Regions from separate parts of the Mus musculus genome. Here regions 2, 3, 4, 5, 6 and 7 are each linked to region 1. Evidence: chromatin contacts called from public Hi-C, HiChIP or PLAC-seq, Micro-C and promoter capture Hi-C data. All regions are on one chromosome and are shown on one strand. Each heading gives the region's core, a stretch centred on a gene start, on an enhancer-like site or on the middle of the called end of the contact. The rest is flanking DNA. Distances are from core to core; before and after follow the strand shown. Region 1 holds the start of Ireb2 (iron responsive element binding protein 2). Region 2 holds the start of Tmem266 (transmembrane protein 266). Region 3 has its middle 13 kb from the start of Nrg4. Region 4 holds the start of Dmxl2 (Dmx-like 2). Region 5 holds the start of Cib2 (calcium and integrin binding family member 2). Region 6 overlaps Idh3a (isocitrate dehydrogenase 3 (NAD+) alpha). Region 7 has its middle 24 kb from the start of Ube2q2.

Region 1 (4,037 bases), core at 623-3,122:
TTGTAAACCAGGCTGTCCTCAAACTCAGAAATCCACCTGCCTCTGCCTCCTGAGTGCTGGGATTAAAGGCATGTACCACCACGCCCAGCTAGTGCTAAATTTCTTGAATTTAACTGTTGTAGTGTGGTTGTATGAGAGACTGTCCTGGGGGGATGGAGAGATTGCTTAGCAATTAAGGCCATTTGTGCTCTTGTAGAAGACTTCAGTTCAACCCCCAGAACCACAACAAACGAATTTTCAAAAGCTCAAACTAGTGAAAACCATGAGATTTGAGAGATAGGTTGGTAATTAGGATGATTCAACACCCTCTTCTGGCCTCCTTGGGCACCTGCACACACATGACATACACTAACATTGAGATACACATATAAATAAATCTTTAAAACATAAAAAGAAAAGCCCAAGTCTTGAAAGAGTGAGTAAGGGTTAGCCAACGGTGTACAGGAGTGTTGTTTCAAGAGAAGCAGAACTATTCAGTTCAGCCTCGTGAACAATGAAGTTATACGTGAGCTCTTGCTTCCATCTGAATGCATCGCAAATCCAGACTCAGTTTCTTGGTATGTGAGTTTGGTTACTGTGTCCTTCCTAGTTTGTTTCAGTTTCATGGAGATGATTTCGAGAATAGTCATGCCCTTGAGACTTTCTGAGAAGACTGTCACAGTTGTTAAGGTCAGGAAGCCAGTGGATCAAGTGGACTTCTAAACAGTAATGGAAGAGAGGAGCCAAGGATAGCGTGCTGGTATGTGCTTAGGCGGTGGCATTCGCTGGTGTAGGTGACAGACACATAAGGACTCAGTCACTGGCTTGGGTGGCAGTGGTTGTGGTGGTGGTTTTGCATAGGAGATGCCTGTGGTAACAAGCGTTAGGATATATTCCTCTAAGCTTAGGAGATGGGTTTGAGTTGTAGGTAGGCTAGAGAGCATCAGCTTATGAACGGATAGCTGGAGCCAATAGACAGATGAATGAGCCAGAGGAAATGAAATCTGGTGCAAAGCTCATGTCACGAGATAGAGTTAATGACAGTACACTTAATAGCTGGGCAGAGAAAGGCCCTGGTAGAGGAGACTGGGATGAAGCAGGCTTGGAGGCCAGGAAGTACAGAATAGTTTTGGAATTATGGAAGCTAATACAGTTTGTCTTAGCAAACATACTAAACAAACAGTTAAAGCAAGAGCTGGGGTATTAGCAAATAGTTATGCCTACCTTTATCACAGGCATTTTTGGAAGTGGAAACCAGTCTGAGAAGGGATAGGAGTGGGGAAGAAAAGGGCAAACCAGACAACTCCAAAGAGTCCGCTAACCAAAAGACAAGACAGGGAAGACATAAGGACTCTCCCTGGCGGGGCCAGAGAGAAACTTAGGACACCATCACGTTTAACTGCTCCTGGGAAGAGAAAGGTTGAAGTTATAGGAAAGTATGGACATTTTAATTCATTCAATTAGTCGATTGCCTATGTGTCCCATTAACCCGGCCTTGTTCTCTTGAGAATGCACGAGTGGGCGCCTCATTACATCACGGCTTAACACAAGGCTTTACCATGCAGGGAGAACTTGAGTCCCAATCCTGGCTCTTTCCTACAAGACAGTCCTGCAGACATCGCGGGACCTCAAAACCTCACGGTATACTTTTGGGCCCACAAGAAAGTAACGGAACCTATGGCGTCCCGTTGTCAAAGTTACTAACCTCCCAGGGTTCCGCCCCCCCACCTCCAGCTCTGGAGAACAACAGAGGCTGCGCAGAGACCCGCCTACCCGCTGGCTCCGCCCCGCTCTTTCTTTGTTTCGCCGGTCCGAGGATCTCGCGAGAGTTAGCCGGCAAATCCCGCGAGCGCGGACCCCGGGCCAGCTCTGCGGCTCTCGCGGTGCCTGCGCGAGACTGCTTCCTTCCTCCTTTCCCCTGCCCGTCCGCCCGTCTTCCTCCCTCTCTTCCCGGCCTGGCCTCCCCCTCCTTCCCCCGCTGGCCCCCTCCCCGCAGGGATAATATGGTCTCCGGCGATGGACTCCCCAAGTGCAGGTCAGTTCCCGGCCGCCGCCTTAGCGTTGGCGGCTGGTGGCGTGCGCTGCTGTACATCCGTGGCCCTCGCTGTGCTCTGCTTACGGTCACCCGGGGGGGCGGTCGGGCCCTCAGGGCTTGGTCGTTCTCTCCCCTCGGGGCGGAGGCCGCGAAGGCCGGGCGTCCCCGCCCGCGCGTCCCGCTCTTCAGCGGAGCGCTAATTCCGCCCCTGGCCGGGGCCCGCTGCTTGTTGGCTGCAGCCTCCAGGCCCCCAGGAGGAACTGCTGGGGCAGGGACAAGCCCACGTCTTTCTCTGCCCGCCCCCCTTTTGTGAGCATTGAGTGTCGGAAGACCTGGCTCCCTTGTTTGGCTTTCACTCTGCTGGCTGATCCTTCTACCCAGCATCCTGGGATCTCCCTTTCTTTGCTCCTGGAAGTGGAGGGGCTGTCGAGGCTGAACGTTAGCCGGTTCCCAGATCATTTGTTGCAGTCTCCTCCCCCATCCACCTCCCTCCACAAAAGAAAAACACTGTTCTTTCTGAATGGACTGTGCTTGTCTTTTCTGGTTTTGGAAGAAGATCTTAGAGCAATGTTTAAGGGTCTCACCCATCCAAGTAATGAGGCCGCATAATGAATTTTTATCTACCTCACCCTTTCTCACAACACTGAGAGTGGGGGCATATTCAATTAGTGCATAACCATTAAGGGTATATCTCTTAGTAGAATCTAATGTGCCAGTTTACCTAGATATTTTGATGGTCACTTTAAAAATCATCTTTAGTGTTCTGTTGTTGGATTTTTAATTGCCTTTTGAACCTCTAACAATGGTTTTGTCAAAGCATTATCTCTGTACTTAAGCATGTTCAGGGCACGATTTCTGAATGCTTGTACATCATTTAAACCATTCTTATGGTCTCTTTGCAGACATTTAACATTTCTAAGATTGAAAAGCCATTGGGTGGGTAATGCTGTAATCCCAGCATTCAGGAGACAGAATGGGCGATTATTGCCTCTACTTGCAGGCTCTCCTGGGTTGCCCAGTGAGGTTAAGTCCACTCTGGGATACAGTGACAACACCCTGTGTCAACAGGCAAGGTAGAAAGCTGTCTGTCTCACTAGTTTCTGTTTGACAAGAGTCGAGGTTTAGAATTGTCCCCTTGCAGTCCCGTGGAGACGAGTCTTGTGTCTGTGGTATGGGACAGTCAGCACCTCCATCACTGCCTCCATGGTTCAAGGTGGCCCTCGTAGCTGCCCCGCAGGGTAATGCAAATGTGCAATATTCCCATCAGCTTTCCATCACACACAGAGTTCTGCTGAGCAAAAGTTTGGGTGTTTTCTCTTTGAATAAGGTTCTTGGTAACTGTAGTTAATGTACTTAATGTATTTGATGGAATGTATTTAATGAAAGGCATTTGTTCTTTTTCTTCTCCAGGATACACCTTTGAGTACCTTATTGAAACATTAAATGGCAATTCACAGAAGAAGTTCTTCAATGTACCTAAACTTGGCGGCACCAAGTATGGTAATGTTGCTTTACGTTTTTCGTGGGCTTAGTTTCTAGTAGTTACAGTGCATTGGTCAAGGTGAGCAGAAGACATTTTATAAAACTTCCTTTGGGACTTTTGGTTGAGAACAATAGAAACCATACCTCGATTTCTTCTTTAAACTTTTAGTTAATTAGATGCTGCCTCTCCTCCCCTCCCCCCAGAAGCTAATCTTATTTTTAAAAGAGAACATCATAATCTATAGTGACTGAATGTGTGTGTTAACTTTTTCAATGGTCAGTGCCTCTGGTTATTGTTTTGTTTTTGTTTTTTTCAGGACAGGGTTTCTCTGTAGAATGTGACTGTCCTGTCATCCACTCTGTAGACCAGGCTGGTCTCATACTCAAAGATCTATCTGTTATTGCCTTCCAAGTGCTAAGATCAAAGGCAGGGACCGCTACTGCTTAGAGCCTCTGATTATTCTTTAAAAATATTTATCATCTTTAAATAGAATCATCAACTGAGCCCACTGGTTCAAATTGTTCTTCACTGCTAGGCTTG
Region 2 (4,037 bases), core at 583-3,082, 460 kb after region 1:
TTAATATTTAATTAGAGTTTTCTTTAATTAGCCTTTCTTTGACTTACAGTTTAGAGTCCATCATTGAGCAAAGCCAAGACCTGATGCAGAGGCAGTGGGAGAACACTGCTTGCTAGCTTGAATAGCCTGCTTTCTTATAGTAAGGAGGACCACCTACCCAATGGTGGCACCGCCCACAGTGTGGGAAGGCACAGCTGGACCCTTCAACATCAATCTATGTCTACAGGCTAATCTAGTGGAGACAACTCTTGGAGTGGATTCAGCCACTAACAACACACACACACACACACACAGAGAGAGAGAGAGAGAGAGAGAGAGAGAGAGAGAGAGAGAGAGAGAGTTTTCTTTCTTTTTTCTTTCTTTTCTTTCTTTCCAACAATGTCTCCCATTCGGTAGGGTAGTCTGTCTCCTCCCTCTTGATTTTCTGGCACATGGGGTAGGGGTGGGGAGTGATTAGTTTCATGCAATCTCATTAATTCCAGGGATTATTGTTTGTGCTTGTTATTGGAGTCTAATTCAGGAAATCTTTGTATCTCAATGTTTTGCCAGATGGCTAACCAGCGAAACACTGTCATGAATGCTGTTCAAAGCCCTTAAGGAAACTTAAGTGTAGTTCTACTAAATGGGGGGTCACGGGGAGGTAGTATGGAGGGAGGACAGCATTTCTACTTTCCAGTCTATTTATGCCTAGAACCAGTAGGGGGAAATCCTGTCAAGCCAAATAACTTCTACAACTGTTTTCTCCAAGGACCCCCTGCCCCCCGAAATTAGACATTACAGATGGTTAAGAAATGTTGGTAGGTGAGGACTAAACAAAGACATACTTTTCCATGTACATTCCTTGTCTAGACATTTCTGTATCTATTAAAAAACCGATCCGAGCCCTTCAGGCGGTTCTATGTATGGTCTGGGTTTTAAAGCTTTCAATTCTAATTTCTACCGTTTTGCTAGTGGAAGAGAAGGCAAGAAAGTCGCAGGCGTTCCTGAAGGCCACGTGAACCTAACCAAATAGTGATTATTCTGGAGGGGAAGCCAATGGGGGAGAACCCCAAAGTCACTCAGGAACTTTGTGCCCTAGAGAAAGAAGGGTTTCCGATCTTTAAAGTATCTAACATAAGAAGGCCAAAACCCCAAAGGAAAGCGGCTATTTTTAAAAAACTGTTTTTAAAAACTGTTCACAGCAGTAAGCTTTTTTTTTTTTTCCTTTTCACACGTGAGGCTTTTTTTTTTTTTTTTTAAACCCCCAGATTGCTCAGTCACTCTGTCTACTCTAGGCATTCTCAATCGGGACAGGCGCTTCAAGGGCAGAAAACTCTTCATTTACAATACATGACCAACACGCACAGTGTATCTGTCACGTGAGAATGTGATGGGGACCACCGAGGGGTGGGCAATGCCTTCAAAGGCTCCTTGGGGCAATGCACACACCAGGGGCGGCAGGCAGAAACCTCGGAGGACACTGCGCGCCGCTACTCACAGCACAGTGTGTGAAAACGCACCCAGGGCGGTACCGTGGGACCGCAGGCGCCCGCCCGCCCTCGGCCGCACCAGCCAGCCTCCGCTTCGAGCTCCTGCCCCCTGTCACCCGCGCCACGAGGCCCGCTTGCCCTTCGCCGGGGGTGACTGCCCACACGCGGCCCCCGCTGGTCGCAGTTTCCTAGACAGCCGCGCGGCCCCTCTGCAGCCTCCGGAACGCGCGAGCGGGAGCGGGAGCGGGCAGCGAGAGCGCAGGCGCGGGCCCGGGAGAGCCGCCGTCCCGAAAGCGCGTGCGCGCGCGCTCGAGCGGGGTGGGCGGAGGGGCGGAGGGAGCGGCGGGGCCGCGAGGGGGCGGGGGGGTGGGGGGGCGGAGAGGGGAGCCCCGGGAGCGGGAGCGCGGGCCCGGCGCTGCAGAGCAGAGCGAATCCTGAGCTCCGGCAGCAGGTACGTGTTCTTGCAGCCGGCAGCCGCCGGGGCTTCCCCGGCTGTGGCCCGGGCGGGCGGGTGAGGGAGGCAAAGGTAGGGGCCGGATCGTGGTTTGCAGGGTGACTGCCCTGGAGGACTAGGATCCTGCAGCTGACCTTCATGTCCCGGGCTGGGGAGCCGGACGACCATCCTCTGGGGAGCACGGGGTCTTCAGATCCAGACTGGGGATCTGCTTGTCACATGCTTCTTATTTATTTTTGCAAACTGTCCTGGTTCGGGTCCAGCTGCGGATGCCTTCCCTCCTATTCTTTGCCTCTGTGTGCCATCTTGCATTTATTAATAAAACATGAAAGCTGGGGGTGCGGGAGGTTTGCTTCTAAGGGGAATCCCATTGCAGTATAGCAAGTGGACGCCTATTTTCGGTTTTCAGACGTGGTGTAGAGGTGGAAATCCCACACCCTAGGGGTTTGTGGCTTTGCTGGTCGTGACCACTTCCTAGTGGGCTTCCCCGGTTTGTCGCTAGGTGCCCCAGCGGCAGGATGGACGGTCTGGAAAGGATGGAGGGTTTCATGTCAGCCTGGCGTACTGTTCCGAGGACAGGTGCAGACAGTTCCCTGCTTGCTAACTTGCCAGGGAGGTTTAAACCCAGGAAAGAAATTCTTTCTAAATTGTTAATAGGAGGCCTTGAATTGAGCATCTGAGTCTTGCTTACTCAGACTCATCGCGGTTTTGCATCTGAAGCCGATTAAAGCTAGCCACCTGTTGGAAGTCAGACCCCATACTCCATTCTGTTTCATAGTCACCAATACTGAAATAATGAGGTCCGTAAGACCCCATTCTATCCTCTTTAAATGTGTTGCCTGCCAATTCTTTCTTTTGAAATAAATTCTCATTTTTTCCATTATATAGTTTAGACTGAAATATGATTTACTTATATTCCATATACATACATCACCATATTCTAAGCACTGGGTTTCTCTTCAGGGTATATTATCTATTTCCCTAGCTTTAACTTGGCTGTGAAGAAGAGTGGGGAAAGTGGACTGTATGTAACTGCTCCCTATGGCCCTCCCCCAGGAATAATATAGTGAAAAGAACAGAAAGAGCCGGAAGCACAAAATGAAAATGACTCGCAAGCTGTGGGGGTCCAGCAGCTGGACTGTGGTACCACATTAAACCAGGAGATGTACTTGTAGGGACCCAGTGCTGAGCTAAACGCCATTTGTGGCTCATTTCCTTGGGTCTTCACTGCAAGGCTGTCATCTCTGTGTTGGAGATGAAGAAGCTGGCACTTAAGGGGTTAACTGACTTACCCAAGGTCGCTCAGTCAGGAGCAGGGTAAAGATCCAGTTCATCTGCATCACACCCGATTGCAGATTGCAGGACGCTGGGGGCTCAGCATTCAACTTCAGTGTTGCTACCCCATCCGTCTTTTCATTAAGATCGGGTTCACGTGTGAGCGCATAGGCCCTGATGCAATTTTCCATTTCACAGATCCCGTACCAATTTTGTGGCTTTCCAAGATGAGAAACTGGTGTTCATGAGTGGCACCGCGTGTAATTTCTTTTGTGGTGACACTGAGCCTATTTTTAAACACAGGGTCCAAGGCATCCTGCATTAAAACTACCTCACATAATCAATTATGTTCAGTTTAAACCCACAAAGTACCTACAGATCATGTGGGTGCTGGCGTACTCTTCACACCCTCGCCCTGCCCTACCTGTTTGAGCACCATCTCTTGTTGTCACTGCTGGTCGTCACTCCACTGTCTTGTCACACTTGTGGGTGCTATGAGGGGGTAAATGACTCCATGTCAGCCATGTGGCACAGTCTGGTGTCTACAACCATGGCAACTATTCACTAAAAGCTCTTAGAATGTATCCATTTAACTATGGAGATATATATACATACATACACACACACACACACACACACACACATATATGTAATCTCTCTTTTCACAAGTGCATTCTTACAGCTCAGGTGTTGGACTTGGTTACACATTTGTAGCAGTTTTCATGGACTTACAAGCTGTTATAGTTTTGTGAATGGAAAATTCACCTAACAGAGTTGCTAGATTTTATACTCAGGCTGTGCAATGGAGCTAGTAGTGAGAAAGGTATGGTTGAACTTAG
Region 3 (4,037 bases), core at 730-3,229, 430 kb after region 1:
GAGAATCAACTTCTGCAAGTTGTCTTCTGACCTCTTCATGTGTACTGTGCCATGGGCATACACACCACCTACACCCCCCAAATACATAATACATACATACATTACATAAATACATGAAAAAAGAACAATAAACAATGGATGAACAAAAGATGAACTGGCCAAGTATGATGGTGCCTCTAATGCCAACATCCAGGAGGTAGAAACAGGAAGACTGCACACTGAGGCCAGCCTGAGCTACATAGTAGCACTATATCATCTCAAAGGACAAACAAACAAAAGTAATGAACTATAAAGAAAAGAATGATAAATTGGATTTGATCAAAATAAAAACTGTTGTTCTCTATACAGAACTATTAAGACAACCAAAGGTCACACCACAAGCTGGGAGAAGATAGAATATTTTCTATTATATATCTAGTTAAGCACTTACATCTAACATGTATGTATGGTGAGTTCCAAAAATTCAGTGGTAAGACAGCTCAGTTTTAAAATGGGAAAAATGTGAAGTCATTTTACCAAGGAAGCTATCTGAGCAGCTGATTAATAAGCACATGAAAATGTTCAAAAACACAGTCATCAGACAGTGGTGACTTTAAAGCCAGAATGGAGCCCATAGCTCTGCTGGAATGCATAGCAGTAAAAGTCTGTCCATATCAAACATGCACAAGGACATGACTCAGTTCTCGCTCTCGAGGGGAGTATGTAGTAAGGAGCTAACCAAAGACTGAAACTTCTTATAAATTTAAGCAATCAACTACTATGGGAGGAAGCTAACAGTATGGATCCTTATGGACTTTGCTTCTTAGAATTCACACCTGTCCAAACTTTCCCCCTAAATGTGATTGGTTAGGACAGCATGATTGTGGGGAATTGGGCTATGCACAGACAGGCTGGTCTCCAGCTGAGCTGAAGTCTGAACCCTGGGACTCTGTGGTGATAATTCATCTACATGGGACAGAAGGAGTTCTCTCATGTCTCTTGGAACTCTGGCTCCTGCCTAAGTTACCGCCCGCCCGCCCCCCCCCCCCCCCCCCCAGCCTCACAAGAAAAGCATGGCTAGAAGTCACGCATGCAATGGCCCAAGCTTCTGACCTTCAGGCTAAACTCCTCCCCAGTTACCTAGCAACAATAAAATAGGACATAATACTTTAAAAAGGGCTGTTCAGCCCCCGCTTGCTCTCTTACTTCTCACTCTCTTACTTCTTACTCCTTACTCTTACTCTCTCTGTCTTCTCTCCTCTCTCTTCTCTGTCTTCTCCTCTCCTCTCTCCTCACCTCTCTCCCTTTTACTCTTTCTCTCTAGCCTTTCCTCTCTCTCTTTTCTACCTTCTCTCTTTCCCCCTGCCTTTCTATAATAAAGCTCTAAAACCATAGAGAGTCTCTGCTCATCAAGATCTGCTGTACTCACTCTCACCATGTTGGGAACCTCTCTTCCCTCATCCCTCTCTCCCATAACCCCAGTGACTTTAGCAAAGTAGCTCCAGGACTCCCAGGTAGGGCTGCCCCTTGCAGCTTTGACCCGAAGAGTGGGTCAGAGGCTTAGATGCCCACCCGGGGATGAGTGGAAGGTAGATAGTAACCCTCCCATGCCTGACTGACCAGAGCATAGGTAGAACTCTGGCGGGGTGTGGGTCTTCCCCTTCCCCCTCTTCCCCAGGGTCCCTCCCCGCTTTTAGTTTCCAACACATGATCAGATAGATTTCCAAGTCTGGAATTTAGGCATAATGGCTTCTTTCTTGGTTACATTTTTTTTTCTTCTCTCAGGCTGTTTTATTCTGAGGAAAGCCAGATGCCTTGTCACAAGGCTATTACCAGCAAGGAATGTTAGGAAATAGAGTCTAGCTCATGTGATCCCTGAGACAAGCATGCTCTACTCTCCTTGATTGGCTCTAAGCTGGAACCATCTGGCTGAGTCATCCCAGGGTTCCTGATCTCATGAAGCTGAGAGATGATGCACTTTGGTTGTTTTCAGCCTCTGGGTATTTGTTATGCAACATTAGATAACTAATGAACCTGGTGTACGAGTCAGTTATTGCATTCCCATATACTTAACCGAGGGAAACTTTTTTTTTTAAAGCAAGTCTGCATAAAGAGAAGTGTAAATGAATGGTCAGGAAATCGTTATTCACAAATTGCCTAACTGGAAAAACCCAACATGTCAATCAACAGGAGAATGAATAAACAAAGTTGCCACGTTCACACAATGGAACACTGAAGTCAATAAAAAGGAACAAATGGAGACACACAACATGGAAAAGGTTCAAAAAGACTATGAGAGAAAGGAGCCATATATACATATGTATACACATATACGTACACATACACAAACATAAACATATACATAAACATATACCTATAACAGTTAAGTTATTGAGATTACACACACACACACACACACATAGTATATAGCATCAAAACATTTCTAAAATAAGGAATTGGAATGTTGTGATGGTTCTCAGACTCCAGCATGTACCAAAAATACTGGGGGAGCCATTAAATAACAGAATAGCATCCCCACCCATCCCACGATCTTCTGGTGTTGAAGTTCTGTGAGGAGTCTGAGAAGCTGTGTTTGTGAAGAATTCCCAGGCTGTGATAATGCCATTTGAACCTGTTAGGTGGACTGCAGTTTTGAATGTTTACAGCACTCCATGCTGTATGGCATCTTGTGGAATTAACATCAGAGCATGAATTCTGAGGGTGATGTCAGAAAGATGGCTGACCAAAAATTCCTATCATCCTTACTGCTGCCCCACACGAATCCAAATAATGAATAAAGAACTGCATGTCAACCAAAATAACTAAAGAACAATGAACAATCATGCGGCAGTGGCAGCGGCAGCAACAGCAATCCTGCAGAACACAGAAACCCAGGGCACTCACCTAGGGAAGGGAAGGAAACCCTGTGCTTGTACCCATCACCCTGTCTGAGTCAGCCTGAAAGCAGGAAGCAATCCCCTTAAGGGACAAAAGATAAGGAAACGCATCCAGCAGCCCTATTACCATGGTGGATTATCTACCAAAGACTCTTTCAGTCCTTGGGTACCGACCCCGTGAGCGAAAAGTAGCTGATGCTTTGCTTCATCTCTCAATTTAGTTCTGAGCTGTACCATCTAGGAACTAGAGCCACTCCTTAAACATGTCCCGTTCCTGGTGCAAATGGCCATTGCTGAGGCTCCGGATGCTATGCCCGCCAAGTAGTACTTCAACCTAAATGGAACTACTGCTGTGCCCTACCCTGGGGCCACATTATGGCAGAGCTCTCGGTCTTCCATTTTGATAACCAACACATCATACCTCCAGGGCTGAACTGAGATGGTTCCCAACCCCACACAGCACGGAGCATCAGACTTCCAGAGCTACTGCTCCTCCAGTACTACTGCTGGGCCAGCACCTGGCCACCCAAGGATCCCACGCCTCTTTTACACATGAATAGAAGCATCGGCATCTCAAGAGCACTATACATAATGCATATAATATAATGCAGTGCCCTCCACCAAAGATCAAGAGACTCCACTCACCTAAGACATCACATTATCTATGACATCCATTCATCAGTTAGTCATAACTTCATTCAAGCATTCATAACTTCCCCAATACCTGAACTAGCCCCTCCCTCATGGTCCTAGCTGTGATGGCACCTCACTTCTCTGGAGAAGGAGGTTTCTGTACCTTCAGGTCTATTCCACTATACCCAGCCCCACAAAGCCAGGGCTACTGTTGTGATTCAATAGCCATGGGGTCTAAAGTCACAACTCGTAGTACCTTTACTCTGTTGAAGCTGGAGCTGCTTACGCTCTGTCAGCGCTGGGTCCCAGGATAGGTGCCCTGATCCCTGAGGCCTGACAGTCCAAATCATTCTTTCCACTGGGCCAGTGTCAATGACAGCTGAGCCTGGGCCTGCACACAGGGGTGGACATCAGTGCAGCAGATCCTGGTTTAATGGGAGAATTATATTCACTTGTGTACAGAAAGTGAGTGGCATTATACCCGAAGTGTGGCCAGGAAGTTTTGTAAGACCCTGAGCCCAATAACCT
Region 4 (4,037 bases), core at 481-2,980, 360 kb before region 1:
TGTGTGTGTGTGTGTTTTCTCTCTCTATTCTCCAAACAGCCTCCACACACTTAAAGACCAAGCTCCAGCCTATGTTAATATTATTGGGCTGGTATTTTTTTTTAACGATTTTCATTGTGGGGGAGGGGCAACCCTGAATACACAGTAAGCATATGGAGGTCAGAGGGCAACCTGGCATGAGTTTGTCCTCTCCTTCCACCATGTGAGTCATGAGGGGGTTGAATTCAAGTCTCTAGGTTTGGTAGTAAGCACCTTTATCCAGCAAGCCATGTCACAGGGCCCTAGACTGATGTTTTAAGTCACATGTGTAGCAAACTCAGCACCACTGATTAGTGAAAGAATAATATGTCAAACAACCCTATTTTTAAAAGTATTCTTTCAAAACTAGAACAAACCTGAGCTGACTACATCTTAAAATTATTAAGGCCAAGAAGCAACCTTGTTGAGGTTTTTTTTTTTAAATGAATCACAAAACATTAAAAACAGATAAAGTGTTCCAGAATGCAGTGCTACATAATGATTCTGCAGTTTTGCTGTAATTTTTCCTGCAGTTTTACAAACATGCTGCTGTAGACATCAAATCAAATGGTTCCCGTTGTCTAAAAAGCATATTACTAAGCAATATCCAATTTAATTAAGCATAATGATTATCAATATGTACTTAATAGAGGTCTCACTAATACAATTCCTTCTAAGAAGGACCATGTATATACTTAATATAAAAAACATTATTAATCCGTGTGAATCTTACAAAATAATCTCTGGGAGAGCTTGATTTTATCAGCCTTTTCTCAAAAAAGGATTGATGAATCCCACCCATCTGGCTGAGAAACTGACTATGTCGTGTAGGGAGGTGCTGGTTTCCAAAACGCTATGTTTACATACATTTTTATCACACGCCCAAGGAAAGTCTTAAAATGTAACACTGCTTCAGGCTTTAAAAAAATTAAAAAAAAAAAAACTAGCTTGCAAAGATTAAGTTAATACCTGAAAGGATTACCGAAACGGAACCCTGAGCTAGATAAGACAGGCCACTCATGAAAAGGTGACTTCCATTCTAACTCTTTCAGGGAGAGAGCGGATTTTTCTATTCCCGTATGCTAAAATTCTACCTAGGGAGATACAGAGGGCGCGTTTAAAGCCGCAGGCAGCTCGGGAGGCCAGGGAGCAGCACCGCCTCCATACCCTGAGACCAAGACCGTTCGCTGCCAGCCAGGAGCAGGTGGAAGCCGCCCCGGGCTTCGGCCGCTGCCAACACCTCCCTCCCGGCACCGCAGACCCCGGGGCTGCCCCGAACCTTCCATCCCCGCCACCCGCGCACTCACCGGGCGGGCGGGCGGGCGGACGAGGGCGGTGATTCCTCATCCTTCCCCTACCCCCGCCCAAGCCCAGAGCCCAGGGGGCGTGGGTGGGCTCGTCGCTCACGGCCCTACGGGAGGCCCCAGCTCTGCTCACCGTGAAGGGGACGTCCCCGACGCTGCCCACCGAATAGCAGTTGTCCCCAGGGTTGACAGCCCCGGTGAGGACCTGATGCAGATGCATCTCGGGATTCCGGCTGGAATGAGCTCTGCGCCAGAGGAGGACGAGTCCCGCGCCCGGCCGCAGCCGCTCTTCCTGTGCGTCCTCGGGACTCAGCGCCCCGCTCGCCTGTCGTCTGCCGGCCGCCGCCCGGCCATGAGAGGCTCCGGCCGCCGCAGCCCGACCGCCGCTCGGCTGCGGAAATGCCCGGATGCTCCCACGGCCTGCCGCACCGGCGCACAGTGCGGGCGCAGGGCCGCGGCGCGTGCGAGGCGGGGGCGGCGCCGGAGAGCGCGCAAGCGGGGCGCGTGCGAGGCCGTCACGCCGCGCGCCAGGGAGAGGCCGGCGCGCGCCCGGCGCGGGGACGCGGCGCGCAGGCAAAAGAACGCGCTCACACGGGAAGCCACGCTCTCGGCGCCGCGCGTGCGCGTGCGCGCGCCACCGTCTCCAGGACAACTGCGCGCGCCGCGACGCGCGGACCCTCTGTGCCGGTTGCGCGCGCAGACCTGCGGGAGTTCCCTGGGAGCCCGGGGCCCAGACCTCCAGGGGCGGGGCCAGGGGGCCGGCCTGTTTTGCTAAGTGTTTAAGCGTCTCTCGAGGACAGCGCGTGCTGGTCAGTACCGCTGACCTCAGGGGAAGGACACTACCATCACTGGGCAATCCCATGATCTTAAGGTCCTTCTGTCTACTTTAAAGTATGCAGCATCTTACAGCCTTTAAGGGATGCTGAACTCCCCCGACAGCAAATTGTTGTGCTCACACTTTTTCTCACACGTCCCCCTAGAGACCGGTGATCCCTCTATCTAAAAGTGTTTTTCCCCCAGGGTATGATGTCATGAAGTCGCAGAATCGCCTGCTTTTCCAGGCTGTCTGCTAATTTGAAATCAGATCCCTGCCCCCACTACACACACACACACACACACACACACACACACACACACACACACCGGGTCAATTCTTTGCGATTTTTAGCTCAGGTTGTAGAAAAGAAACCGCGGCACGGAACAAAGGTTAACGAGGAAAATTTAAGACCAAACACGCACAAGGCTTACAAAAGATACAAAAATCGATGAGGTTACAATATGTTAACTAGGGGGCTGGAAGGATCTCTCTGAGGACATAGAGTAATGAGTCCCTGGATTCAATTTTGACAGGCTAGGAGCAACTAGGAATAAAGCATTATAATAAAGAAATTAGGAGAGCTAGAAAGTAAAATGTACGGGGGAGACACTAAGTTCAATGCTTGAGGCAGGTATATCAGTTAGGGGAAAGATATGATAGTTAACAAGAAATACACGCACCCAGGGGGGCTCTATGTCCAGGGCTTTCGAGACACTGAATCCACTGAGAAGCCCAGATTTTGTTCTGCCTGTCCTAAAGGCTATCTGCTACTTCTCAGCTGAAATGTATAATCAGGTGAATGTGCCGAGGGTGGAGAATGGAGGCAGATTCCGCATGTTTACTGTTCCGGGAAAGCAGCATCAGTAATCAACTAATTCCCAGCGACCTAAGGCATATCCCTTTTCATCTATAGTGGCATAAACCCCCAGGCTAAGATCTCGGGGAGGGGGGGAGTCACTCCCCACCTCCACCCATCCATTTCTCTTCACAATCCATGCACCTCACCGGCTCCCCAGCCCTCTACCTGTGGCTCCGCCTTCACGGCTTCTCGCTTAACTACCCTAGTTGCCGCCCATGTGCTGTCTTCAGTACATTCTCTCTCCAATCCATCCAGAGAAACAGTCTCTGTTTGGTTTAGGGCGTACTGGGAAGCGAAGCCAGGACCTGGCCCCAGCTAGGTAAGCCCTCTGTCACTGAGCTACGCCATCAGCCCCGGAGAAACCATTTTAATCTGTAGTTGCTCCCTTTCCCTAGAAGTTAAAAGTCCACATTCCTCAACTTGTTTGACAATCCATTCAATCTAGTTTTGCCTAATCTCCCTGTTTTAGCTCAGGCTGTTCTATTACCCACTAGTTTCCAGCCCCCCTGAATCAATGCCGTTCTTCAGAGCATTCTAGGGTTTTTTTTGTTCTTCCCTGACTTGACTCATGTTCTTTGTACTCTCTGTAATGCCTTCCTCCCCTTGCTGATCTGAGACACCATGACTATCTCCAAATACCTTATGGCTTCCTCCTTTGTGACACTCATAACCCACCCCCAATAATATGTTTGTCTATGCTGTGTGTTTGTTTACTAGATTCCATAGACATTTCAAGTTAAGGTCAGTATTTAATTTTCCCTAGTACTAGGATTGTAGAACTTTATTGACATATAAGAGTAAAAGCTAAATAACAGCATCCAGCCAGGCATGGTAGCACATACCTATAATTCCCAGAATTACAGAGCCTGAGGCAGTAGCAATACTTTAAATTCAAGGCCAACCTAGAATACATACCCAGATCCTGTCTCAAAAAACCAAATCCTCATACTAAATTTGTTGTCATTTCTATCTCTTTTGTAAATCTCATTTTATTTTTTTTAAAGATTTATTTATTTACTATATGTAATGACACTGTAGA
Region 5 (4,037 bases), core at 664-3,163, 300 kb before region 1:
CTTAGGGCTTCCTATAGGGGCCTGGCTAGTACACAGACATCCCAACTCTAGTGAGGCATATGCTGTCTCTTGATAGAAGGATGAAGGAAGGAGGGAAGAGGAAGTGGGGGATGGAAGGAGAGAATGAAGAGAAGAGGGACAAAAGAGAAGACCACAGGACCAGGAAGCTCCAGTTAGACCTCTGTCCCCAGGAGGCTTTGGAGGGCTGGCCAGGGTCACAGTCTTGAGATGGATGAGGGGATCTCAAGGTGAGATGCAAAGAAGGCTGAGTCATATGTGGGGCTAGTTCTTAACTGAAGGCATGGGCTGAAGCATAGCATTGGGATGGCGGACGGGGGGGGGGGGGGGCAGCGAGCCCTGCGTAGGCACGTGAGAGGATGAGAGAGGAGTGTGCCATGCACATACGTGGCCAGGGCGGTAGCCGAAACTTTGGGCATCTTGCAGGGGCATCTGGCGAGCAGGAAACCGGGCATCTGGCCTCAGGGAGGGAAGACCACCAGACTGCGAAGTTCCAGGAAGCCCAGAGTTACTTGGAAAAGGGAATGTAACCCTGGGGCCCCCATGCGGCCCGGGTTGGGCATGCTAGAGAGCCAGAGGAAAGGAGATGTGGGGCTCTCGTGTTTCATGGCTCTCCTTCCCCTGGCAGGGTCTAGCTGGGCCCTGGCAAAGGATCAGAACTCAACACTGGACTGGGTCTGACCCAATGCCGGGCTGGTCCTAATGGGGATGCAGGCTCCCCACTCTCCCCAGACCACTCTTCTCTCCTGGGTTTGGGCTATTTTGCCTGCATCTACCTCCACTTAAAACGCCTCCTTCCAGAACTTTCTGGCAGAAAAAAAAATCCTGACTTCCCAAGTCCTCATGCAAGCTCTGCACTCTTTCTGAACCTTCTAGTCAAACCAAGAGCTATTGACCTCCCCTGTCCACTAGAGCTCTTCTCAATACATATCCTATCACTTGGGTCACACTGGAGGTAACCGCTCCACGCTAACTGAATATTCACAAAAGTTGCACACATCTAAGATAGGAATACATATGACATAACACTCCTAACCTATTAGGCGATAAAAAGAAGACTCCACAGCTGTTGTTCCCTGAAAGTCCGGAGACATTACATGGTGAGCTAAAGCAACTGAGCAAGACTCTGGGCCAGCCCGGAGATAAGGTTCCCTCGCATACCTACAGAAAAGTTTTCACATGGCTGGGGGCTGTGAGATCATTGATATGGACAGCTAGCTCTGAACTTGGAAGAATCCGGGGTGAAAGGGCTACTAGGATCACAAAATAGGTTAAGAGATGTGGGTACGTAGTTATATAAACAACACACCCCAACCTGTAACCTGCATTTGGGGCCTCTTGTCCTCCCCCTACACCAAGCCCTTTCTGGGATGAGGGTCATGCCCAGTGGGCTGGAAGAAATGACTGGGGTCTAGCTTGGGAGGGCAGAAAGAAGGTCAATAAGGAAGAGAAGACGGGGTGGGTGAGGCGCATCTGACAGAATACTCTAACTGGAATGTTCTAACATTCCCGGGCCTGGGAAACTGAGGCTCGTCAAGGGGAAGTCATCCACCTAAGGCGACGCTGCGCGCTGAAGGTAGCGGCAGGGTTTGAACCTCTGTGAGTCCGCTTTTGCGAGGCCTGGGAAAAGGACAAAAAGGAGGACTACAGGGGCCGCGGCGCGCCGGCTTCACCTGGTAGTTGTCCAGCTGCTCTTCAGTGAAGATGGTCTGCTTGTTCCCCATGGTGACCGCGATGGTATGGGTGGCCGCGGCGTCGTCTCTCGCCCTTTCGAGTGCTGCTTCCCATCGGCGGCGTCTGGAGCCCCGAGCCCGGTGCCCGCGGCCCTTGCCAGCCCGGGAGCGGGCAGCGTCGCCAGCCTAGCCTGGCCCGCTCCGCTGGGTCCCGCAGTTCAGTGGGAGGGGTGCAGGGGCTGGGAGGCAAAGGCGGGGCCGGGGGCGGGGCGGGCCTAGGCGGGGGCGGGGGCCGGATTGGGGCGGAGGCGCAGCCTGGTGGAAGGAGGCGGGGCCCGAGAGGTGACTTCTCCCTGGAGACAGAGGCCTGCTCAGTCTATGCTGCTGCAGCACACTGAGGTGGCCAAGCGGTGGCCTCATAGGGCCGCCTGACTACTGGACACTGAGTGCGCCTCCCGTTCCAACCAGCACACTGACTGGCACCCCGGGTCGGTCCTGGCGATTGTGAGCCTGAAAATCCCATGGATTAGTGTGGTAGAACAGGCACAATCCTCCGGCCTCTGATCCTAGACTGAGAATAGGTGTGTTGTTGAGCTTGCGGGATTACCCAAGTCAGGTCCATCCTCAAAAAGCCGACATACACGCAGTCAAACACTCAAATCATAAAATAACTTTTTAAAAAAGGAAACAGACGAAGCAAACTCTACCTCAGCAGAGGAATGGGCTCTGGTAACAATAGGTTACACTACTCAGTTGGTTCAAGACCTTAAGGAAAGTAACTAGATCACTCCCTACATCCACTCTGCTAAGTGAGGCCTTCACGAAATTTAATAATGCAGGCAGGGTAGAGGAGGTTAACCAATACCCTCCTAAACGATTGGCTATCTTCAGCCGCCCCATCAAGGTGACCGCTAGGAAAAGCCCTCCAGACACACGGAAGTTCAGGAGTCCTGGCAACTCTGGGACCTATCAGTGGCCCACAAGGAAGGCTACTAGCAATGGAGTTGTCCTTACTGTCTATTCTTGGGACAGCTGGGCTGCATGAAACCTGAGTCAAAGGCTCCTGGTGGCTCCGCTGGGAGGCAAGTCCATCATGGGCTGCCAAAACTGAGATTAGCTACATGAGTATGGTCTCCTGTAATCCCAGCCCTCGAGACAGAGGCAGGAAGATCAGAAGTTCAGGGTTATCCTTAGCTGATTCAGGCCAACTTGTAGTACATGAGACTATATCTCAGAAAACAGAATATAGTAACTAAAAGCAATTTAGCTGAGAAATAGTGTAGTGGCAGAGAGCTAGCCTAACATTCATGAGGCCCTGGGTTCAGTCCCTAGCACCACCAAAAAAAAAAACAAACAAAAGCGACATACCAGTATTGTCCAGTTTTGCCTGGCTTACATCACTTTGGGGCCGTGTTGTTCTACTCTTTTTTTTTTTTTTTTTTTTTTAATGAGTACACCATTGCTCTCTTCAGACACACCAGAAGAGGGCATCAGATCCCATTACAGATGGTTGTGAGACACCATGTGGTTTCTAGGAATTGAACTCAGAACCTCTGGAAGAGTAGTCAGTGCTCTTAACTGCTGAGCCATCACTCCAGCCCTCTTTTTTTTTTAAGATTTATTTATTAATTTATTTTATGTATATGAGTACACTGTAGCTGTACAGATGGTTGTGAGCCTTTATGTGGTTGTTGGGAATTGAATTTAGGACCTCTGCTGCTCAGGTTGGCCCTGCTAGCTCAGTCTCTGCTCAATCTGGCCCAAAGATTTATTTATTATTATAAATAAGTGCACTGTTGCTGTCATTAGACACACCAGAAGAAGGCATCAGATCCCATTACAGATGGCTGTGAGCCACCATGTGGTTGCTGGGAATTGAACTCAGAACCTCTGGAAAAGCAGTCAGTGCTTTTAACCACTGAGCCATCTCACCAGGCCTTTTTTTTTTTCTAAGATTTATTTTTATGTATGTTACATCTATATGCCTGCCATGTGTAGGTGAAAGCCAGTGGAGACCAGAAAAGGATGTTACAGTCTCTAGAGCTGGAGTTACAGACTGCTATAAGCTGGCAGATATGTCAGATCTTCTGAAAGAGCAGTAAATGCTCTTAACAGCTGAGCCATCTCACTCTCCAGCCCTGAGTGCTGTTACTTCTTCAACAAAACCTTTACTTCTTTTTAAAATTATTATTATTTTTAAATTATATATAATTATATATGTGTATATATGTTTACATACATCATATGTGTGTGTGTAGGTGTGTGTGTGTGTAGGTGTGTGTGTATGTGCACATAAGTACAGTGCCTGGGGCGGTCAGAAGAGGCCACCAAATCCACTGGAGATAG
Region 6 (4,037 bases), core at 685-3,184, 260 kb before region 1:
CCTATCGGGGCTTTGGATCACAGCTGCCTCTGCTGCACGTCCAGCTCTTACATGGGCCTTGGAGATTCAAACCTGTGCAGCCACTGTAGTGTCCTCACCCGGCGACCGCCCTAATTTGGGCCCATATTTTTGCACTTAAAATTAGCTCTTCATTTCTTCACAGCTTTATGTGATTTCTAAGATCTGTGTCAATGATTGCACACAGCAGCTTTCAGTAGACTTTTTTTTATTGGCAGAGAGGATGGAGACCTCAGCTTTTCCAGAAGGCTGCTTTGCCCTTTCATTTTTGTTGGTGTAGGGGATTGAACCCAGAACTCAGTGCATGCTGCGTAAATGCTAAGACCTAGGTTGCCCGTTCCTGTCTCCCTCCTGCTCACCGTGTCTTCTGATGCCATCACAGGTTCATGGAACAGCCCCGGACATTGCAGGCAAGGACATGGCCAACCCCACGGCCCTCCTGCTTAGTGCTGTGATGATGCTTCGCCACATGGGACTTTTTGACCATGCAGCAAAAATCGAGGCTGCATGTTTTGCTACAATTAAGGATGGAAAGGTATCTGTAAATCTACACAACTACAAGCTGGTTGAAATGTGTTTCTTCTGTGGAAAGAGAACAGAGCCCAGAAAGATCTGATGTTGAACACGGGTTTTTGTTTTGTTTTGTTTTGAATTTGTTTTTTTGGTTTTGGGGGTTTTTTTGTTTTTTGTTTTTTGTTTTTTTTTTTTCCCAGACAGGGTCTCTCTGTGTAGCCCTGGCTGTCCTGGAACTCACTTCGTAGACCAGGCTGGCCTCGAACTCAGAAATCCGCCTGCCTCTGCCTCCCGAGTGCTGGGATTAAAGGCGTGCGCCACCACCCCCGGCTGTTTTGAATCTGTTTTTGAGACGAGAGTTTCTTTGTGTAGGCTTAGGTTGTCCTATAACTCGCTCTGTAGACCAGGCTGGTCTCAAACTCACAGGGATCTACCTGCCTCTGCCTCCCAGATCCTGAGATAGAGATTCTTAATGTGCACTCCCCGATGGAACCAGAGGTGCTAATGTGCACCTATGCATTGGGGTGGGGGAGGGGACAGTAGGTGGGGGGCCGTAATCCAAATATTTCCTCTGAAAGAATGAAGAGACACTAACAGGCATCAGAACACAGCAGAAAGAGTGTGAGAGCCAGAGGCAGGCACAGGCCCACTCAGCTGCACTGGTGTTAGCTCTACAGTCTGGTCAGTTATTCTTAAAGTAGTGCCTCAAAGCTGCTCCTTTCTGAAAGTTACAGCTTAGGATTACTTCTTATGGCCAAAATACAAGAAATGAAAACCTGTTTTTAACAGCCTGACATCACTTTTGAGGGCAGGAGCTCTTGTTATTATCCCAAGCCTGTATTGGGAAGTAACAGTCTAGAGCTGAGCCGGGAGATGCTTGACTTACACAGGAGTCTCCTGGTTCTGTGGGACATAGCTGCAAGAGGGAATTTAACATACTGATGTCTGTTTGTAGTAAAGAGAACACGAGTTGTTAGAAAACAGATTGGTCACCCTAGAGACTTCTCCTAAAGAGGAAAGTTAGGATTAACTGTGTAAATGTTGTCATGCTGCTTGCCTCCAAATACCAAAATAGACCAAAGAGGCCTTATGATCTTTTTTCTTAGCTTTAAAATTTCCCCACATATTTTATGCTTAGATTTGCTTTCATGTAACTATCCATAACCAATCAGTATTTTCTTGGTCAATAGTCTGAACAAAGGGGAGAGTTTGGACTACCATCCTGCTCTCTAAGGAGTCTTATTCTTGAGAGGTGTTTCTTAGGTCTGTATATCCAGGCAGCAATGAGTCCAAGGAAGGATTTTTGGTGGTTAGATAAAAGCCAGCATTCATTCCTCAGGCGCTTGCAAAGGACGTGGCTCCCCACTGACTCACTCCTGTAGTTACATCTCAGAGTCCCTCAGCCCACTCACTAGTGCCTGTTCTACATCTCAAAGCCCTCACAGAGCATCCTGGCTCTTCACTTCCTGGCCTCCTTCCTCCCAGATACCATTTCCCTGTTTCCCTGCCTCTGCCTGCCACCCTTATTGCACTACTCACTCTTCCTGCCCCCATCTCTTACTATTTCTACTGTTCTCTCTTACTTCTCTTCTCTCAAAGATAGCCCTGGCCATGACCACAATGTTTCCTTTTTTCCTCTGCTCTGGACTCTTCCAGGTGCCTCTGGAAACGTCTCTTTCTTATTTACAATAAGAGCCTTCCCTTAAGGGAGTGGCCATTTCAGTGGTTTCTTTACTGCCTTGTTTTAAGACAGGCAAGATCTTGCTGTCTAGCTCTGGATGGCCTGGAATTCTATGTACAGACCAGGCTGGCTTTGAGTGTGCAAGAATCTTTGTGCCTCAGCCCCTCCGTGCTGGGGTTGGTTGTAGCAGTGCACCATCATGCCTGACTTGGGAGTGTTTCTCGGTACGCACCTCATGGGATTTCCCCAGGCCTCGCAGGGTAGGTAGGTGGTGTGTGATCGAACCTCTGCCTGAAATCAGTAGACTGGTTAGTATCTTGCTCAGTTCCTATTTCACTGAGTGCTTTAAATGTCCTTGTTTTAATTTAGTGTGGTGATGAATGTTTATTTTTCTCTTTCTATTCTCAGAGCTTAACAAAAGATCTGGGAGGCAACGCGAAGTGCTCTGACTTCACAGAAGAAATCTGTCGTAGAGTCAAAGACTTAGATTAGCACTCCTGCTGGTGGATTTGCTGCAGTCAGTCAATCACTCCAAAAGGATACCCTGTAATCCTCCTTGAGGGCGCCCACCATTGGTTTGCTTGCTTCTTGACAGAGTACGTTTTTTGAATCTGGCCTTTTCTTAACAAAACCCTTGCAATGGATGCACATGATGGCCCCAGGCCTTCATTCAAAGGGTTTTCCCAAGTGCTGGTTGTATTTATTGTCCGTCTGGTAAACCTTATTTTGTAAACTGTAAGTGAACTGTATCATTTATCATTGTTAACCCATTTTACACTTCAGGCAAAATCATTTTCCTCAACTGTAAATATTCTGATACAGAATTAATAAGAGAAGATATTTAACTTTTTAACAAAAGCCCTGGATTTTTGGTTTATGAAAAACAAACTGGGAATAAAACAGGGTTTTAACAATCGCACAAGATAACATTATTCTAATACTAATGGGTACAAAAGAAATTTACTGGGAAAGTTCACAGCAAAAAAATGGTATATTTCTTAAAAATATGGAAATAAAGTATTTGTCCTATACATGAATTACTATTAATAAAAATGTAAGCTCCAAGAAATCCATAATGAATGATGTAATTTTGTTACTACATCGGTAATCCTTGTCAAGGCCCCGGATGCTCTCTGTGTATTTGATTCTTTTGTTACCTTGAGATTCACTATTTTGGGGGAAGAGCTTTCAGATAAGGGAGATCACTCCTCACTAGACAGATCGTCAGCATTGCGAGCTGTCAGCCATGAGAGCCAGCCACTGCAGATCCCCTCCCACGTGGCCACACTCCAGCCAGTGCTGCAGGTGACCCTGGAAAGGCCTGGCTGCCCCTTGACTTTCCCTAAAGCAACCAGTCACTGCCTTCTGCCCCAGTAGCACCCATTACAGACTTAATTGCCGAGGTGGAGCTGACTCAGCCCACGCTCATACAAATCAGGCCAAGCGGGGGCCTGTGTTACCAGCTGCTGACCATCAGGTTCTGCCCCTCATTCTTCCCACAGCCTCTGCTCCACAGCATGAACCTAGCCTTTGGCCCACACCAAAGCCAAGCTGTCTTCCCTTAGCCCTTGCACTAGTTTGCAAACTCGTGGCTTTGCATAATGTACCCTGGTCCCAAGGGGATTTCTTAACAACAGATGTCCCTGTCTGGGTCATTTTTTTAAAGCTTTTATTTGGACTTACAATCTTCTGTGTATTTTACTTTAAAACTGCTGCTTTCCCTGTCTCACTGGATTGTTCTGGTTAGCAGTGGCTTTGGGTTCACAGTAATAAAGAACTTAAGAACTGACTGAGGCGTTTGCATTCTCTGCGTATTTCCTGGTCA
Region 7 (4,037 bases), core at 855-3,354, 260 kb after region 1:
TGTGGATGGGGATGATAGGAAGAGCCAAATTAGGCAATCACATGAAAACTGCTCAGGCTGGCAAAGGGGCCTGGAATTTATGGGGGAGGTTCCTGCCCCAGGTCTGATGGTGGTGGTATACATTCTGAAAAATGCTGGACTGGGAGAGGCGCCAGAAGAGTTTCATGGATGCTTCATCCCTTCACGGTGGAAGGCCTCAGTGGGAGCAGCAGTCCTAACAGAAGGACAGAGAGTACACTGTCCACAGACAGGCTGAGGAGGCTGAGTTCTGCTCACTGAGACAGCATGGCTGCCATTCCTGTGATAGTGAGAGTATCCAGTCACTGTTAGAACTGTAGAGGGGAGGCGGACCCACAGAGTCCATTGATACATTAGTATTCTGTCCAACCATTATAAGCTATAACTTTCTATAAGGAGGAAACGTCTTACAGGTGCCAGAAAGCTCACTGAAACTGACACAGGGGAATGTCCCTGGCTCAGGTTCTATCTGAACACTGAAAGCAGTGGACTCAAGGGGACTGGTACTTAGAAGAAGGGGGACATGCTGGCTCTCATATGACCTTGGATGAGTCAGCCTCATAAAGGACAGGGAATAACCAAACTTTTGCTTCTTTGCCTGGTTGCCCTTGATCTTGCTGGCAAGTTCATCTATCCTGCTGCTGAGCCATTCCTTCCTGGTTTTAGAACCTATTTCTTTGGGATTCAAATGAATACTGAAGACCAGCTGAGACATCCAGCCTCATGGACTGAACAACTGCTGTGTTCTTGGCCTTTCTGTCAGGACACAGTATTGTTGGATTAGTCAGACCACAGCCTGTAAGCCACTCTAATAAATCCCCTTTTGATAATATATATATACACACATATACATTCATATACATATACCACCTATATTGTTGGGTCTGAAACTCCGAAACAACCCAAACAGGCACAAGAGTCCAGCAAAGCAAGATCTTTATTTGAATTAGGCAGCAAAAACTGACCAGTCAGGGGCAACAGCACAGACTCGGGAGCTAACTGTGTTGCACACATTCATCTTAGTATTTAAGCAGATAACAAAAATATCTTGTACTCAGGCACCTACTGATTGATCAGGGCTGCAGAACCGACTTGGGAGCTGGACTGTGACCCCCTGAGCCACGTTGTTATAGAGTTTGTAAGCTTGAACCCCACAAACATCTGTACCATGCTATAGTTACAATTTTTCATCAGTCAGAATAATTTGTTCTTTAGTGGTTAGGAACAACCATTACGTTTTTGGGGAACAAAAGAATAAGGAGAAAATTGGATAGCCATATGGAAAGGTCCCCTAGAGTCTAGGAACTTGAACTTAATTTTATCTTATCAATTTAGTATGATAAAATATTTAATATGATCAAATTGAGTCTGAAAACAAAATGGCAGTACTTAGGACAAGTCTCATTTGTTTGATATATATATCAGTCTGTTCTTTCAAGCAGTGGTTTTTATCTTAACACTATGACCCTTTAATACATTTCCTCATTCTATGATGACCCCAACCATAAATTATTTTGCTGCTACTTCATAACTGTAATTTTGCTACTGTTGTGAATCATAAATATCTGATATGCAGGATATCTAGTATGCGACCCCCATGGTGGTCAGGACCCACAGGTTGAGAACTACTGCTCTAGAGACTCCTGACTGAAGCATAGAGGGTGCAAATAAGGTTTATCTTGTGCTCTGATAGAATGGCTGCATAGAGAACTATGTAAGAAAGGATTCTAAAATAGACCAGGCTTACTGGTGCACTATTCTGTGATTGATTAGCAATGCCTACCATGGGCATAGGCTTGGAGACAGGAGTATGCACCAAACATCTGCCAGCTCTAGAAAAAAATGCCAGTCCCCACTTCTCCAGAGCTGGTATGCATCACTTTGACTAGCTTTTTTTGTGGCTGCTGAGGTCCCAAACTCAGGTCTTCGTGTTTGTGTGGTACTTTACCAGCAGAGCCAACTCCTTCCCAAACTAGTGAGCAAATTTTGTTTGTGTCTTCTAAGTGCCAGAAATCTCACTGAACTTGCAACAGGAGTTTTCCTGGCTCAGGTTCTATGCACAGCTGTTCTTGGAAGGGCTGTGTATTTGTTTGCTTGGTACCGAGAATTGAACAAGTGTGTACTCTGCCACCAAGCCATAGCTGCAGCCCCAGGAGGGTTCTTTAAATTGGAGCTTTAGGAAAGTAACAGGAGGAAACAGTTATTACAGATGATGTTTTCAGCTTTACTGAAAATTCTAAAATAGTTCATAATTTCTGGCAGAGATCTTTGAAAGCAGATATTTTTTTCCCACTTTACTAACAGAGAACTGGATTTGAGTAGTGACCTGGTTCATGATGGAACCTCATTATTGATACATATAGACACATTTTAATATATTCTGCGGTGGTTTGTGTGAGAATGGCCACCATAGGCTCATATGTGTGAATATTTCCCAAAGGTCCATTATGTTAAAGACCTGGTCCCTCGTCTACAGTGTTTTGGGGAGACATAAAACTCTAAGATGGGGGTGGGTAGTGGAAGGAAGTTTCGTCAATGCAGATATGTCCTTGAAGGAGATATGTGGTTTGTCCTCCCTGTCTCTTTTGCTTCCTGACTACCATGAGGTTTCCCGACTGAAACCTACAAAGCTCTGAGCCAGGATGAACTTCCTGTTTTTTTAAGGTGATCATCTCCGGGATTTTACTATAACTTGACAAGCTGGGATGGGAAGATGACTCAGCAAAGCGCCTGCCAGTCCGGCATTAGGGCCTGACTTTGGAGACTCCGGGACATGTATGGCAGCTCATGCCTGTAACCTCAGCCTTGAGGTAGGGTGAGGGCGAAGAGTGACAGACTTCCTCAAGCTCATTGGTCAGCCAACCTAGCCAAATGGATGGGTGTCAGGTCCCATGAGTGAGTCTGTCTCAAAAACTAAAGGTAGAGAATGCTATAGGAAAACACCTCGCACTGGCCTTGGGCCTCCACATGTGTGTGGACATGCAGTCATCCCTTCCTCACCATGCACACAAATAAATACAGGGGAAAAAATGGAAGGCTGACCATCATACCACTACGACCATTTTCAAGTGTGCAGTTCAATGGTATAAAATACACTAAAAGTGCTAAGCAAACAGTTTCTAGAATCATCTTCACCATGCAAAACTAAAACTACCTACTAAATAACTCCTGAGCCCTCTTCCCTGACCTGCCAGACACTCTGTTTTTCTGTGTTTGACTAAACATCTCAGATAAGGTGAGTCAGACAGGATGTGGTTTTTTGTGAGTATACTTACTTAGTGTGGTATCCTCAAGGTCTGTCCCTGTTGTAGTATGTCACAATCCTTTCCCCTTTTATGGACAAATAACATCCCATTGTATGAATGAATGCCTTTGTTTCTTCATCCATCGTGGGTACCCAGATTGCTTCCATCTTTTGAGCATATTTTTAAAAGATTTATTTATTTATTTACTTATTTATTTATTTATTTATATGTAAGTACTCTCCAGAAGAGCACATTAGATCTCATTACAGATGGTTGTGAGCCACCATGTGGGTACTGGAAATTGAACTCAGAACTTTTGGAAGAGCAGTCTAACCACTGAGCCATCTCTCCAGCCCCTTTTGGGCATTTTGAATAGGCCTTTTACATCAAGAGAAATTATAAGCATTAATGTGGAACTACAAGGCGCTCTGCTGTGAGGGTGGGTGTGCCACGCTCCCTCTGCCAGTCCCTTGTGGTACAGTTTTGTTTGTTTCATCTTTGTATAACCCCACAGTATAGCCATGCAGCCCATCTCCCCAGCTGTTTCCTGGGCTTTATAAAGAATGTGGTCCTTTCCTTCCTTGGGGAGTTTGCCTTTTTCACCTACTGCCATTGCTAAGGTTTATATTTCCCACTATATTTCATTATATTTTCATTGCTGTGTGACACATCAGAGTGCACAGAGCCCAAGGCCGCTCACACTGACATTTGGGTATGAGTTGGTGTAGCCACTTTGGAAAGCAGCTTGCCACTACTTCAAGAGGTCAATATTCC

Evidence for each region. Promoter capture Hi-C pulls out the DNA fragments that hold promoters and counts their contacts. Hi-C and Micro-C count contacts between places; a contact is called where the count stands out from the background. HiChIP or PLAC-seq counts read pairs in DNA pulled down with a chosen protein or histone mark. Capture Hi-C pulls out chosen DNA fragments and counts their contacts.
Region 2: a contact with region 1 is called in a promoter capture Hi-C map of adipose tissue. The contact joins the promoter of Tmem266 here to the promoter of Ireb2 in region 1. A contact is called at or near these places in 6 of 39 promoter capture datasets (the 3T3-L1 cell line, cranial neural crest, hippocampal neurons and 3 more), 2 of 115 datasets of contacts at active chromatin or transcription factors (bone marrow-derived macrophages and embryonic forebrain) and 2 of 9 other capture datasets (adipose tissue and liver).
Region 3: an H3K4me3 HiChIP or PLAC-seq map of bone marrow-derived macrophages shows a contact between it and region 1, with 2.1 times the contacts expected there. The contact joins the enhancer-like site here to the promoter of Ireb2 in region 1. A contact is called at or near these places in 6 of 39 promoter capture datasets (the 3T3-L1 cell line, the C10 cell line, cranial neural crest and 1 more), 1 of 484 Hi-C or Micro-C datasets (cortical neurons) and 3 of 115 datasets of contacts at active chromatin or transcription factors (bone marrow-derived macrophages, large pre-B cells and neural tube).
Region 4: a Micro-C map of embryonic stem cells shows a contact between it and region 1, with 5 times the contacts expected there. The contact joins the promoter of Dmxl2 here to the promoter of Ireb2 in region 1. A contact is called at or near these places in 1 of 39 promoter capture datasets (neutrophils), 1 of 484 Hi-C or Micro-C datasets (embryonic stem cells) and 1 of 9 other capture datasets (pancreatic islet).
Region 5: a contact with region 1 is called in a promoter capture Hi-C map of pre-B cells, with 4 times the contacts expected there. The contact joins the promoter of Cib2 here to the promoter of Ireb2 in region 1. A contact is called at or near these places in 9 of 39 promoter capture datasets (3T3-L1-derived adipocytes, cranial neural crest, embryonic stem cells and 6 more), 1 of 115 datasets of contacts at active chromatin or transcription factors (bone marrow-derived macrophages) and 1 of 9 other capture datasets (liver).
Region 6: a contact with region 1 is called in a Hi-C map of adipose-derived mesenchymal stem cells, with 4 times the contacts expected there. The contact joins the enhancer-like site here to the promoter of Ireb2 in region 1. A contact is called at or near these places in 4 of 39 promoter capture datasets (the C10 cell line, HPC-7-derived erythroid cells, neutrophils and 1 more), 2 of 484 Hi-C or Micro-C datasets (adipose-derived mesenchymal stem cells and muscle stem cells), 1 of 115 datasets of contacts at active chromatin or transcription factors (memory CD8 T cells) and 1 of 9 other capture datasets (liver).
Region 7: a promoter capture Hi-C map of liver shows a contact between it and region 1. The contact joins the enhancer-like site here to the promoter of Ireb2 in region 1. A contact is called at or near these places in 5 of 39 promoter capture datasets (the 3T3-L1 cell line, hippocampal neurons, liver and 2 more), 8 of 115 datasets of contacts at active chromatin or transcription factors (the 230-238 cell line, bone marrow-derived macrophages, embryonic hindbrain and 4 more) and 1 of 9 other capture datasets (embryonic stem cells).

Annotation. Positions count from the first base shown.
Region 1 is chr9:54,861,883-54,865,919 of GRCm38.p6, forward strand. It overlaps Ireb2 (iron responsive element binding protein 2), which reads left to right and starts at 1,873. Exons shown (of 22, transcript NM_022655.3): 1 at 1,873-2,014; 2 at 3,425-3,514. The coding sequence starts at 1,996.
Region 2 is chr9:55,325,081-55,329,117 of GRCm38.p6, forward strand. Tmem266 (transmembrane protein 266) reads left to right here and starts at 1,833. Exons shown (of 11, transcript NM_172923.4): 1 at 1,833-1,920.
Region 3 is chr9:55,294,537-55,298,573 of GRCm38.p6, forward strand. No RefSeq gene overlaps it. Among named protein-coding and RNA genes, the nearest start is that of Nrg4, 13 kb to the left of the region's middle. Within about 2 kb of position 1,980, at least 32 of the 459 cell types and tissues checked have an H3K27ac peak or open chromatin away from gene starts, as enhancers often do. A contact at or near this core is called in bone marrow-derived macrophages, where this site is marked.
Region 4 is chr9:54,499,896-54,503,932 of GRCm38.p6, forward strand. Dmxl2 (Dmx-like 2) reads right to left here and starts at 1,731. Exons shown (of 44, transcript NM_172771.2): 1 at 1,456-1,731. The coding sequence starts at 1,542.
Region 5 is chr9:54,558,277-54,562,313 of GRCm38.p6, forward strand. It overlaps Cib2 (calcium and integrin binding family member 2), which reads right to left and starts at 1,914. Exons shown (of 6, transcript NM_019686.6): 1 at 1,692-1,914. The coding sequence starts at 1,742.
Region 6 is chr9:54,600,662-54,604,698 of GRCm38.p6, forward strand. Idh3a (isocitrate dehydrogenase 3 (NAD+) alpha) reads left to right here. Exons shown (of 11, transcript NM_029573.2): 10 at 401-553; 11 at 2,621-4,001. The coding sequence ends at 2,704. Among named protein-coding and RNA genes, the nearest start is that of Idh3a, 16 kb to the left of the region's middle. Within about 2 kb of position 1,935, at least 31 of the 459 cell types and tissues checked have an H3K27ac peak or open chromatin away from gene starts, as enhancers often do. A contact at or near this core is called in adipose-derived mesenchymal stem cells, where this site is marked.
Region 7 is chr9:55,123,202-55,127,238 of GRCm38.p6, forward strand. No RefSeq gene overlaps it. Among named protein-coding and RNA genes, the nearest start is that of Ube2q2, 24 kb to the right of the region's middle. Within about 2 kb of position 2,105, at least 57 of the 459 cell types and tissues checked have an H3K27ac peak or open chromatin away from gene starts, as enhancers often do. A contact at or near this core is called in bone marrow-derived macrophages, liver and pancreatic cancer cells, where this site is marked.